Linked DNA regions of Mus musculus: region 1 is linked to region 2. The links are chromatin contacts, called in public promoter capture Hi-C maps. All regions are on one chromosome and are shown on one strand. Each heading gives the region's core, a stretch centred on a gene start, on an enhancer-like site or on the middle of the called end of the contact. The rest is flanking DNA. Distances are from core to core; before and after follow the strand shown.

Region 1 (5,805 bases), core at 2,867-5,366, 1.2 Mb before region 2:
AAGAAACAGTGTGTCAAGCTGAAGTGGCCCATTAGCCCTTGCTAAATAGAAGTAAGTGTATCAGGAGTTCAAGACTGCCTGGTTTACTTTAGCTATGAGCTATTGGATGTCATCACGACCTACTTAAGACTTTTTTTTTGAGAGAGAGAGAGAGAGAGACTGTAAAAATGATTAACATTGCAACAGTGCTTCTGTAGTAATGTAGGGTTTTACCGTTTACTCACTGGAGTAAATATGTGTAGAAGAGTCATTCCCTTGGTTCTTTCGTAGTGTTGCTTACCTTCAAAACTTCTGCACTCTGAAACAGAAACCATGATTTGATTCACTGCCAATACGTTAAGTAGCAAAAAGGTACAATCGCCAGAACAGTTTTGTAAAGTTTAGGCCTCCAGGTAGACTAGGGATAGCATCCAGAGCATCCACAGTAGATGATACCCTTGCTACACTAAAAATATTCACAATCATGAGTTGGAAATTTAAAGATGGAAATGATGTTAATTTAAACTACTCAAAAATGACTATGAAAACGTACAAATAGCTTGACCAGTGTGATGACCATTCCTGGTTGTCAACCTGACTATATCTGGAATGAACTATCATCCAGAAATGGAGGGCTCACCTGGGATCCAGATCTTGAGGCCGGAAGATACAAGTTTCTGACCTGGATCTTGGCATAGAGATCTTGAGGCATAGAGGCCTTGAAAAGCTTAGACCCAGGCAAGGTAGTACACGCCTTTACTCTCAGGAGGTAAGAAGATCTCTGAGTTCAAGGTCAGGCTGGGACAAAGCAAATCCCAGATCCAGGCATGGTAGTAAATCTAATCTTTAATCTGGGCCTTCTGTTGGAGGCCTCCATAAGGACATTGGAAGAAGGAAGATTCACTCTTCTTCAACTGCTTGCACTTACTTGCCAGCACATCTGTTGGAGCCTACTTCTACAGAAGAGCAGCTGAAACACCCAGCCTTGTGGGACTGAGCAACTACTAGATCCTTGGACTTCCCATCCACAGCTGCCCATTGTTGGGTTAGATGGACTACAGACTGTAAGTCATCCCAATAAATTCCTTAATATACAGAGACATCCCATAAGTTCTGTGACTCAAGAGAACCCTGACTAATACAACCTGCTTGGCTGGGCTGGTGCGATAGCTCAGCAGGCAAAGTTGACTGCAGTGTAAGCCTGGAGGTGCACCATTGATGGATAGGACGCATGCAGAGGTGAAAGAGCCGACTCCACAGCAGTCCTCTCACCTCTACATGGACATTGGAGCATGCACCACCATCATGCACGCAGTGATGGTTTAAATATGCTTGGCCCAGAGAGTGGCAATAATAGGAGGTGTGGCCTTGTTAGAGTAGGTGTGGCCTTGTTGGAGGAAGTGTGTCATTGTGGGTGTGGGCTATAAGAATTTTGTCCTAACTGCCTGGAAGCCAGTCTTCTAACAGTCTTCAGATAGAGATGAAGAACTCTCAGCGCTGCCTGCACCATGCTTGCCTGGGCAATGGTATGTTCCTACCTTGATAAAGGACTGATCCGCTGAACCTGTAAGCCAGCCCCAATTAAATGTTGTCATTATAAGAGTTGCCTTGGTCATGATGTCTGTTCACAGCAGTAAAACTCTAACTAAGACACATACTACACACAATGATAATAAAACCCCAAATTCCCCCACAAAACCTCTGTGAAATAGCATTTGGCTGCATGACAAATAGCATTTGTGTGTGTAAAACATCTCTGCCTAGCTAAATATCAACTATTTTAGGAACAAGGACTTAGATAGTATATGTTTTTACTTTTGATTAATATTAGTTTTTAAAACAAAATATAACAATAGACACTTTTATTCCTGTATTGTAAGAACTTGATTTTATTTTTGTGGTGCCCAAGATGTTGAACATGGCAGACCAGGCTACAGTAGTTAAAACTGATGATGTAATTTTTAAAAATTACACTGTGTAGCACAGGTGTAGCCAGCTGCTTGGGTTTTAGTTAATTCAAATCTAGGGTTCTGTGTTTTTTGTCGTTGTTTTTTCCAGACCTGAAAATTGAACTCTAAGCAAGGTCTCATCCACGCTGGGCAAGTGCTTTACCCATAACCTCAGCTCAAAATCTGCTTTTACTTTTAAGGCAGTGAGTTGTTTAAATTGTGAAGTCCTATTCAGAAGTTTTAGGGAAAGGAAAATGGCTCAGCTTGAAGACAAAACTTTATGCTTTATTGGGGAATTATGTTGATAGTATAGTGTTAATATGACTAATAGCTTATTTTACTTTTTTTTTTGAGACACGGTCTATGTAGCCCTGGCTATCCTGGAACTCCACATGTAGACCAGGTTGTCTTGAACTCAGAGATTCACCTGCTCTCTGCCTCTTAGAGGTGTAATTTTGGTTTGAATTATGGTCCTTAGGTCTTTCTTAGCTTCCACGGCAGAGCGTAGGTAAGTTACATCTTAGAACTGGAATAGCTCTAAAGGAGACATTGCTACAGTAACTTCATACTATCTAGAGAGTGAGAGTGAGACCGGAGAGGTGACTGTTAGAAGACATACTTTGACAGAGACAGGCCTTTTTGAAATAGAGAAATCCAGAAAAATGGTGGAAAGAAGTTATTTCTTAGGAAGATATTCTCTCTTACCAACACCCCACCCCCACCCTCCAACCACTGCACACTCTGTAACCCAGGCTAGCCTCTGACTCCTGTAGTTACGCCTCTCCCCTCCGGAGCACTAAAATTACAGGTGTGCGTCATCACACTTGGCTTCAGCGACTTTCAAAGAACATTAAAAAAAAAAAAAAAAAAAAAAAAGACCGGCCTTAACCTAATTAGAAGAGAGTATTCATTTGCTCAGCCTACCTCAGAAAAGGATAGCAAAGAATTTGGTGAGTGGTGGTTAGACTGCCTGGAGAGCTCTGGCTATTTGCCTGGACTTCAATGGGGAGCAGAACTAGGTAAACAGGAAGGCTGGGGCGGAAGAAGCTGGAACACCTGTGTTGGTCCCGGTCCCGGTCCCGTAGGGAGGAGTTTCAAGGCTGATAAGACGTCCGTTGGTGGGGGGACCTTGAAGCATTCAGTTGTCATGACTCACTGAAGAGTACTCTACTGGTTCTAGAGTGAAAATGTGTGTGTTTTAAGCGACAAGCAATTAATACTAAAGCATATGCTGGGGAGTTAGTGAGCAGACTGTACGCGGTATCTAGTAGCACCAGCCAAACTTGCTGACTGCCAGTGGAGGCAGGCTGGGAAATAACTCAGCACAGCTAAAAGCAAGAGGTCGTCTGCAGCCAAGATTCCTATCGGAGGCAAGAGACGCCTCAGGCTCTGAACAGGTTGTTGAAGGGCTGTGAGGAGGGAGAGACCGGTCCCTGGAGGTAGCCACGAGCCTAGAATTCAGGCAAGCTCAGCAGCGTCTCACCTCCTGCAGGTGTCAGTCGGGTTCGCTTTCCACCAAGTCTTATCTTTTACCATGGCAACGTCCCCAAAAGATTACGGGATCGCTTGCCTCTTAAAAAAAAGAAAAAAAGGTTTCCCGAAAGAACTTACAATAAAATCAAAATGCTTTATTAAAAACAAAAACAAAAACCAGACACGTCGTGTGACACGTTGCATTCACATTGGACGTTTGACCTCTACAGGTCTGTGGTTCCCGGGGATCCCAGGCTGAAGCGCCAAGCCTGGACGGAGAAGTTACCTTACGAAGGCAGATTTTTTTTAACTAAACACACGCACACACCCCTCTGCTCCAACGTCTGGACGTGGTTTCTTTGTCAGGGCTCCGCAAAGAACGCTGACGTGTGGGGTCGCCTCCTTTGAGGGGGGGGGTCTCCGAGCAAGGCAGGGACCGTGGGCGTCCTCCCTGGCTCTCCATCTTGGAGCGGGAGTCTGAGTGCGGCTTTTGCTGAGCCCGGAGGCCGGAGCGGACGCCGCCGAGGGTCCGAGGATCCCCGCCCCGGGCGAGCTGTTCGGAGGAGACCCCCGCCGGCCCCCGCGCGCGCGAGTGCGGGCCCGCCCCGATCCCAGGGTGCACCGCGGCCCGCCCCCTCCCCGCCGTCCCGCCTCCCCTCGGCCCCGGCCCCCTCCCTCCCTCCTTCCCTCCCTCCCTCCCCGCTGCCGGGAGGCGGGGACGCGGCGGCGGCTCGCTTCAGTCGTGTCTCTCTCACTCACTGGGGAACCCGGTGGTGGTGGCGGCAGCTTTCGAGGCAGACGCTGAGGAGGGGAAAGTCGGGACGAGAGAGGACAGCGGGAGCAGCCGGCCGGCGCCAGTCGCCTCAGGTTCCGCCATGAGCTGGGGCACCGAGCTGTGGGTGAGTGTGGGGAGCAGAGCGGCTCGCGCCGTCGGCGGGAGCCCCGGGCTTGGCGCGCCGCGGACTCCGGCGCCTCTTTGTGCCGCGAGAGCCCGCTCGGCTGCGGGCGGGGAGGCGACGGGGCGGCTGCCTGGGGCTCCCTCCGAGGGGCCCGGGCCGCAGCCCTGGACGGCCGCTGCCGTCCCCTCTCCAGCCTCTGCCTGACTTTGCGGACGGGTGCCCGGCCGGGCGCCGCGCCTTTGTACCGCGCGCCCGACGGCGGGGGAGGGAGCCATTGTCCCGAAGGGGCGCCGCTCGGATCCCCGCGCCGCGCGCCTGGGCGACGCCCCAGCTCCAGGTAGGGGGAGCCGGGCGGCTTTGTTCCCAGCCCGGCCTGGGGCCAGCCAGGCCCAACCCACACGCCCATTTCCCTCTCTTGCTGCCTCCTTGCTCGGGACCTAGGGCGCCCGCGACTCCGCGCCGGCCAGCTCCGGTTGCAGCCTCTCTGGGCTGGCGGGTCTGCTTTTGTGACCCGAATTAGGTAGTGGGATCGAGGAAGGGACGCTCATTTTGGCGAAAGGAGCGCGCGGCTTGCCGATCGCTTGATTTCCCTCTCGTTCTTTATTCTCTCTCCTCTCTCTCTCTCTCTCTCTCTCTCTCTCTCTCTCTCTTTCTCTCTCTCTCTCTCTCGTGTGTGTATGTGTGTGTGTGTCTGTCTCTCTCTTTTTTCTCTCTCTCTCTCTTTCTTCCGTGCCTTTCCTGGGCGCTGGAGGCTGCAGACAATACCCAATGTCCGACCAAGGTGCAGGCGGAGGGTTATAGGTCGAGGAATTCGCTCCGGACGCCGTCACCTGAGGGTGGAGGTGTGCATGGCAGTGATTTCTCAGGTGCGGCCGGGAAAATTGGCGGCGTGGGGGCGCTGTCTCGAGCGAGCGCCGCCTGGCCTCTGCCACTCCCCTTTTTATCCCACCTGTGCATATTTTCCGTGCCTTTGTTTGCGAAAATCTCCGGGAATCTCTGTAGCGGGAGAGGAGGGACAAGTTTCGAGTATGTACGCTCACTGGGATTCGAAACAGATCGTTTAGTCGCGAGGCCGAATGTTTTCTCCTTTTCCACGTGCTGTAGATTGGGAATTTTAGAAGTGACACTTAAAAGCTCATCTAGTCACCCACTTAACCCTGCCCCAGGAATCTGTCCTGTAGCACTCTGCAGAAGTGTTTGCCCAGTCTGCAAACATAACCATCAAGACAAAATACCTCAGGAGCCTCTCCACTTGATTGTTCTGATAATGGTGAGCGTCATTTGTAAACGAATCATGTAACATCAGTTAGAATTTCAGGCATTATTGGTCCTTTCCCATTTACTTTTATGTTTGTTTGAGACAGTCTCACTATAAACATGGCTGGCCTGGAACTCGTAATATAGACCAGGCTGTCCTTAAACTCAGAGATCCACCTGACTCTCTCCAGTTGCTGGGACTAAGGGTTTTCCCTTTTAAACGTACATTCTGTGATGGTTACAGTGTC
Region 2 (6,046 bases), core at 2,573-5,072:
CACAACCATCCGTGATGAGATCTGATGCCCTCTTCGGGTGTGTCTGATGACAGCTACAGTGTACTTACATATAATAAACAAACAAATAAATAAAATAAAAGAGAAAAGACTGGCCAGTTACGGTGTGTGCATATCTGTAATCCCAGCTCTCAACTGGGAGGCGGGGGCAGGATCAGGAGTTCCAGATCATTCTTGGAAAATGAATTCAAGACCAGCCTTAACTCAGTGATAATCAGTCTCAAAAAAGCAAAGCAGAAACAGCGAATGTGTTCGCAACGCAACAAGTCTATTTTTTTCTAATCCAGGTTTTCATATTTTCTTGCCGCCACCCCCCCTGCCCTTTTAAAGAAGCTTATATGTTTCTGCAATGCATTGGCATCTTTCCAGATAAATGTTATTTTCAAAGATGCTGCCTAGGAATTTTACTGATTGTAAGTATTTAAGATCAAAGATTCCTTCAATCCACTAGTGGACTGCTTTCACCAGTATAAGCTTTGGGATACAAAGTGGTTACTTAAGAGAGCAGACAGACAACTCAAGAAAGGAAACAGCCAACAAGCCCCTCTGACTAAGAGCTGACACTCACAAGACAGTCACTGAACAATAGAAGCAGCCGCTCCTCCAAGACAACGTATTTCAGGGATGGTAATATTTTCTTCCACTTGGTTGATCGGGATGCCAACAGACAGCCCACATCATCAGAAGCAGGAACTGGCCAAGGGGGACCTAGAATTTACATCTGCTGAACTCTTCACTCCACACTACCTCCTCAAGACTTAAATGATATTTTAAGACACAAAATTAGGGGGACTGGAGCTACAGTTAAATACTTACAAGTACTGTTGCTCTTGCAGAGAACCTGGGTTAGATCTTACCCCCCCCCCCCCCAACCAGGACCGACCTGGTGGTTCAAATCCTCAACTCCAGCTCCAGGGAATGCAAAGCCCTCTTCTGGCCTTCAGAGGCAGGCACTGTAGGCCCACAGTACACGTACATAGATGCAAACAAAACACCCATACACACAAAATGGTAAAACAAAATTCTGGTGTTTAATCAAGTCATAAATTACACATGATAAAAAAAAAAAGCAGGCGTGACTGTAAAGATATAATGTCAAATCCGTGTTTCCGTACATCCTATCCTTTTTGTCCAACAATCCTACACCCTTGGCCAAAAACCAACATCTCATTCAAGCATGAAGATTTGGTTTCAGGGCCCAGAACAGATGATAAATATCATTACAGGAATCGTTACAATGTCAAGTAGTAACAGGTGGATGACCGAAATAGGGGATGGGCGGGGGCAGGCAACCGGTCCTGGGGTTGAACCTAAGTGCTTAACTAAGACACTGCTTGTTGAAATTCTTAGAATACTCTAAGTTTCTTCAGTGACCTTGGGCCAGTCACACCCTGATCAGAAAACCCAGGGGTGCTCCCACATCACAGAGCACCTCTTCTGGGGAGATCAAAAGGAATTTTTAGGAAAGGGTCCTGGGTGACACCCCTACATAAATGAATGGGGATGTTTCGTTTTATTTCGTTCTTTTAAATGGGCTTGGCGTTTAATCCCTCCAGCCTTAACAACATTCCAAAGTGTCTTAAAAAAACTGAGGAGTTGCCGGGCGTGGTAGCTCACACCTTGAATCCCAGCACTAGGGAGGCAGAGGCAGGTGGATTTCTGAGTTCGAGGCCAGCCTGGTCTACAAAGTGAGTTCCAGGACAGCCAGGGCTAGACAGAGAAACCCTGTCTCGAAAACAACAAGAAAAAAAACCAAAAAACCCTGAGGAGTTACTGTTTCCAACTCTTACAGTTACAGTGATCCATCCAGCCTGAGTCTCTGCATTTCCTGGAGTTGTTGGCTCAATATGAACTACAAGGGGGAGAAGCAATGACTCCAGTCAGCAAAAAGAAAGCCAGCTTGGATACCAAGAACCAGGAAAAGTCAAGTCACTTGTAGGGCTGCCAAAGTCACCAGTCCCTCATTTACAATGCAAAGGTAAAGAGACTCAGTGGGCGCCAGAATCCCAGAGGGAATTGCAAATCATGCGCCCAGCGGCACCGGGCACAAACCACCCAGTTCTCACACGCCAACGCCCTTAACTTCCTAAAGCTGGAGCTATAAACTTCGAAGGACCGCTATTTTGCAAGAAAGTTTTCAGTTGGTGAGTGCTGTCGTCCAAACTAACTTTTCTGCCTCTTTAGGAAAACTTTTATACAGACAAAACATTTGAAAAGGTTAAAAACCCCCAAAGATTACAATTTTTGAACACAGAATAAAATTTAGTCCCTAGCTTCAAAGACTGTTTAGAATCTTCTAGATGAACTACAAAGGGGTGCGCTAGATACATCAGGAAAGAATAAACCACTCTCGCTTGGGTCTAACAACGGTACGCTTCATTACTTCTATGAAATTCCCTTCACACCCCAGCCACCCGCAACTCCAGGGGTGTTCGTAGCCCTGATGATGCCAAACTATTCTACCGGAGGTGGGACAGCTTGGTGACAATCCTGACATGCTTCGGCTCCCGGGAAGTTAATGGGAATTAAACCACAGCAGCCCTCCTTTGTGGCGCTTTGGCCGGAACAGCAAAAGGGAGACAATGAGCGGTCTGTGCGCAGTTCCACGCCGATTGGCTGGTCACCCCCACTCCCCGAAACCCCTGATGTCATGGACTTGGAATGCAGGCAGGGAGGAAGGAAAGAGAGGATTTGGGGAGGGGGGCGCCTCTCATCTCTTTTCCAGGCCAAAAGTCTGAAAGATAAACCCTGGTGCATTCTTGAGATGAGTACACAGCAAAGCAACGCAGCCAGATTCCAATCACTCCAAAATTGCAACCCGCCACAGCAAATAAACCTCGAACAAAAGCGACCCTGCCGAGATATCGTGACAATTCAACGCGCTGCAAACTTCTCAGGATTGCATTTCTAAGTCTCTCATCTACAGCTGATCCGGCTCGCAGGCTGCGCGTTCAGGCTTTGTCTGGGCTTCCCGCACCAGCGGCGATTGCATCAAGGCACCACCGACGGGCTCCCTTTCCGCCCGCGGGTCCCAGGGGTCGGCGGGACACTCTCCCATGGAGGAGGAGGAGGAAAGGAACAATGAGGGGCCCGGGTTGGCCACGTAACCGCCCAACTTCGCTTGTGGGAGGAGGGGGCCAGGATGGAATGGGAGGAGACGCAGGGTCCCGCGGCAGCCCCAGCCCAGGCGGATGGCGGGGGCGGCAACTCCCGGAGACCCAGCCGTAAGGCAGGGCCCCGCCTAAGGGCCACAGGCCACTCAGGAGCGCCCCCTTCCCGGAGGGGCGCACCCTACAGCCTTGGAGCGGGCCCTGCGGCGCTGCGGGACTCCAGGCGTCCGGGAACCCCCACCGCCCGCCGGGGCCGCGGCGCGGGAACAAAGCCAGCACCAACGCGTGCGAGCCAGGCTCCGCGAGCCGAGGAGCATCTCTCTCTCCCGCAGCCTCGACGTCTCTCCGCGGCGGCTCCCAGCGCCCCCACCGCCGCGGCAAACCCCCAGCCCGCCCGCGCGCGTACCTTGTTCTTAACTTCGGCGGAGAGCCCGTAGGAAGGGCCCTTGTTGAAGTGGGTCATGGCTGTTTGGACGACTGGAAGAGTTCTAGCGGTCAGTCACCCTCGGTGTCCCTGCTCTTAGCCCCAGCGGCGGCCGCGCGGGTGATGCACGAGCTCGCTCCCCTGCGCGGCGCCGGAGAAGCCCGAACGCCGCAGACGGACGCGGATGATGCTTCGAGGTTCGCTAGGACTCGAGTCCCGCGGAGGCTCCGGGTCGCTCTGGACTGGGACCGGCTGCCCTGCTCGCTGCCCGCTCCGCGGCTCCGCACGCTCTGCCCCCAGCCTGGTCTCCCCCCACCCACCCCCGGGCCTCCAGGGATTGGCCGGCGAGCCCGACCAATGAGCGCCGCCTCCTCCCCCCTCGCCTGCTCCAAGGCTTCCCGGCCAATGGCAGCGCGGCGGGCGCGGCGCTCCCTCCCGCGGGGTCCCAGCCCCCGGCCCCGCCCTCACGCCACCTAGGACCTCGGCGCCCCTCCTCCCCGCTGGTCAGCGGGCTGCGACCGCCCCGCCCCGGCGCCTAGGGGCTTCTCAGCCGCCTTGGTTCTCATCAACTCCCAGGCATCTGTGGCGCTCCGACGGTGGAGGGGGACAGGAAGCTCCCCGAGCTGGCCCGCCGCTGACCGGCCACTCCATCCGTCTCCTCCCGGGCTACAGCGCGCCCAGATGTTGCGCTGGAAACCCGGGGAGCAGCCTTCGAATCCACGTGCCAGGCCGGGGGCGGGGGGGGGAGGCCTGCGTGGACATCTGCCAAGTCTCCCTCCCCACGCAGCTGCCGCACCTGTGGGGCTGACCTCTGCCTCGGTCAACGCTCTTTGCCAAAGTCCTGCTCATCCTGTCTAAACTTTGAATGCAGAGCGAAAGAAATTGGGAAAGTGTTGTGGCACAGCCAGGTTTTGGGGGGAGGGGGTACAGCTTTTTGGGTCCTTTTCTGGAGTCCCACCAGTTGCCCTTGGCAAGCACCTTCACCGGGGGTTCAGCCAGCCCAAAAGGCTAGGTAGTTTATTTGTTTTTAATTAGAGGACTGCCTTGACTGAGAAGTCTACCTGCTTTGGTTTGTTTTTTAATCTCTTTGAATCAGCACTCTGTATTCTTTTCCGTCCCCTTTCCTTTCTTCTGATCTCAAAGGCAAACTGATAGAGGAAAGGTGAGAACAGAGAGCACGCTGTCCCCTGCCTGTGTTCCTGGCACTACACTGGGCTATATGTCTTTGAAAGATTAGCTCATTCACTTTCCCAAAACTTACTCGGTAGACTTCAGATCCGTTTTAGTGGCTTGAAGGCTGCAACTCAGAGATTCCTAATAATGACAGCTATCACTGCCTCCAGAGTGTCACCGCTTGCCTTGGTGTCTTGGGGCACATCTAGGACAGGTTTTAGTCCTCTGGGTGTCAGTATGTTGGTTTATGTTTCCCAAATACAGCTGACATTCCAGAAGAGACTACAGGACCAGGGTCAGCCACTTGCATGGAAAAGAGAAGCCCAAATAGCCCAAGTTGAACCTTTCTGGGATAGAAATAAGGGAGTGTGGCATAGTGTCTCAAGCACTCTATCCCAGCACAAAGAGGATTGCTGTGTTGGGATAGAACCAGAGGTCTGCCTAAGCTACAGAGAAAAGAAAAAGGCACAGAATTTCTGTCAGCTGAAAGAATTTTTCATCAACGCTATAAGGTGCAATGTGATAGAGCAGTAACGAGTCAAATGGGCAGAAACGTGAAGTAACTTCCAATGATTTACTGATTGCTTCTGAAGGTACTCAGAATAATTAGGGCATTCTTTCCGCAGAAAGATGATGCAGCTGACCCAGTATGATGATACAAGCAGTTGGGGCTGTTTTTCCAGTCCTGTGATAGTGGCTCTCTGTCATCCACAAGACCAAACCCACTTTTTAGAACCAATACTTGAGCCAGATATGAAGTCGAAATTACAACCCTCACCCCCCCACCCCCAGCTCTCCTTTAGAATCCCAAACCTCAGGGCTTCTGTTTGGCCACAGTGGGTAAGGAATGGTGGTCAGTGTCACTTGGCTAGCCTAAATCGTACTTGGTAGAATGCATGGGGGCGTTATTCAGTTCTGTCATCAAAGGCGTGGTTTCTAGTACTTAACAGGGTTGTCTTTAAGGACTACCGAGTTTCAAAGGTTCGTAATGTGAAATGATACTGCCAGTTGATAGTGGCAGCAGTCACAACGATGGAAATTTAACTCGCTGCTGGGAGTGAGTAGTGCTGTGTTCAAGAGTGAATGTGGAGGCGGGTATGAGGGAGCTCTCCTTCAGTCCTAGGGCCCTCGAGGTAGAGGTGTGTGGATCACTGTGAGTTCAAGACCAGCCAGTGCTGGTCCTAAAGAAGGAAAGAGAGGGGAGGGGTGTAAAGACTTTTAGAATTGGGTTAAGTGGGCCAAGAAATATCTGTGGTAAAGGTGCCGGATGCATAGCCTGACGACTTGAGTTTCCAGAGCCCACATGGAGGAAGAAGAGAGC

What was found. Capture Hi-C pulls out chosen DNA fragments and counts their contacts.
Region 1: a promoter capture Hi-C map of adipose tissue shows a contact between it and region 2, with 3 times the contacts expected there. The contact joins the promoter of Fnbp1l here to the promoter of Cnn3 in region 2.

The regions. Positions count from the first base shown.
Region 1 is chr3:122,618,025-122,623,829 of GRCm38.p6, reverse strand. Fnbp1l (formin binding protein 1-like) reads left to right here and starts at 4,116. Exons shown (of 14, transcript NM_153118.3): 1 at 4,116-4,300. The coding sequence starts at 4,277. It overlaps Gm43568 (predicted gene 43568), which reads left to right. Exons shown (of 2, transcript NR_166115.1): 2 at 849-1,581.
Region 2 is chr3:121,424,317-121,430,362 of GRCm38.p6, reverse strand. It overlaps Cnn3 (calponin 3, acidic), which reads right to left and starts at 3,822. Exons shown (of 7, transcript NM_028044.2): 1 at 3,535-3,822. The coding sequence starts at 3,591.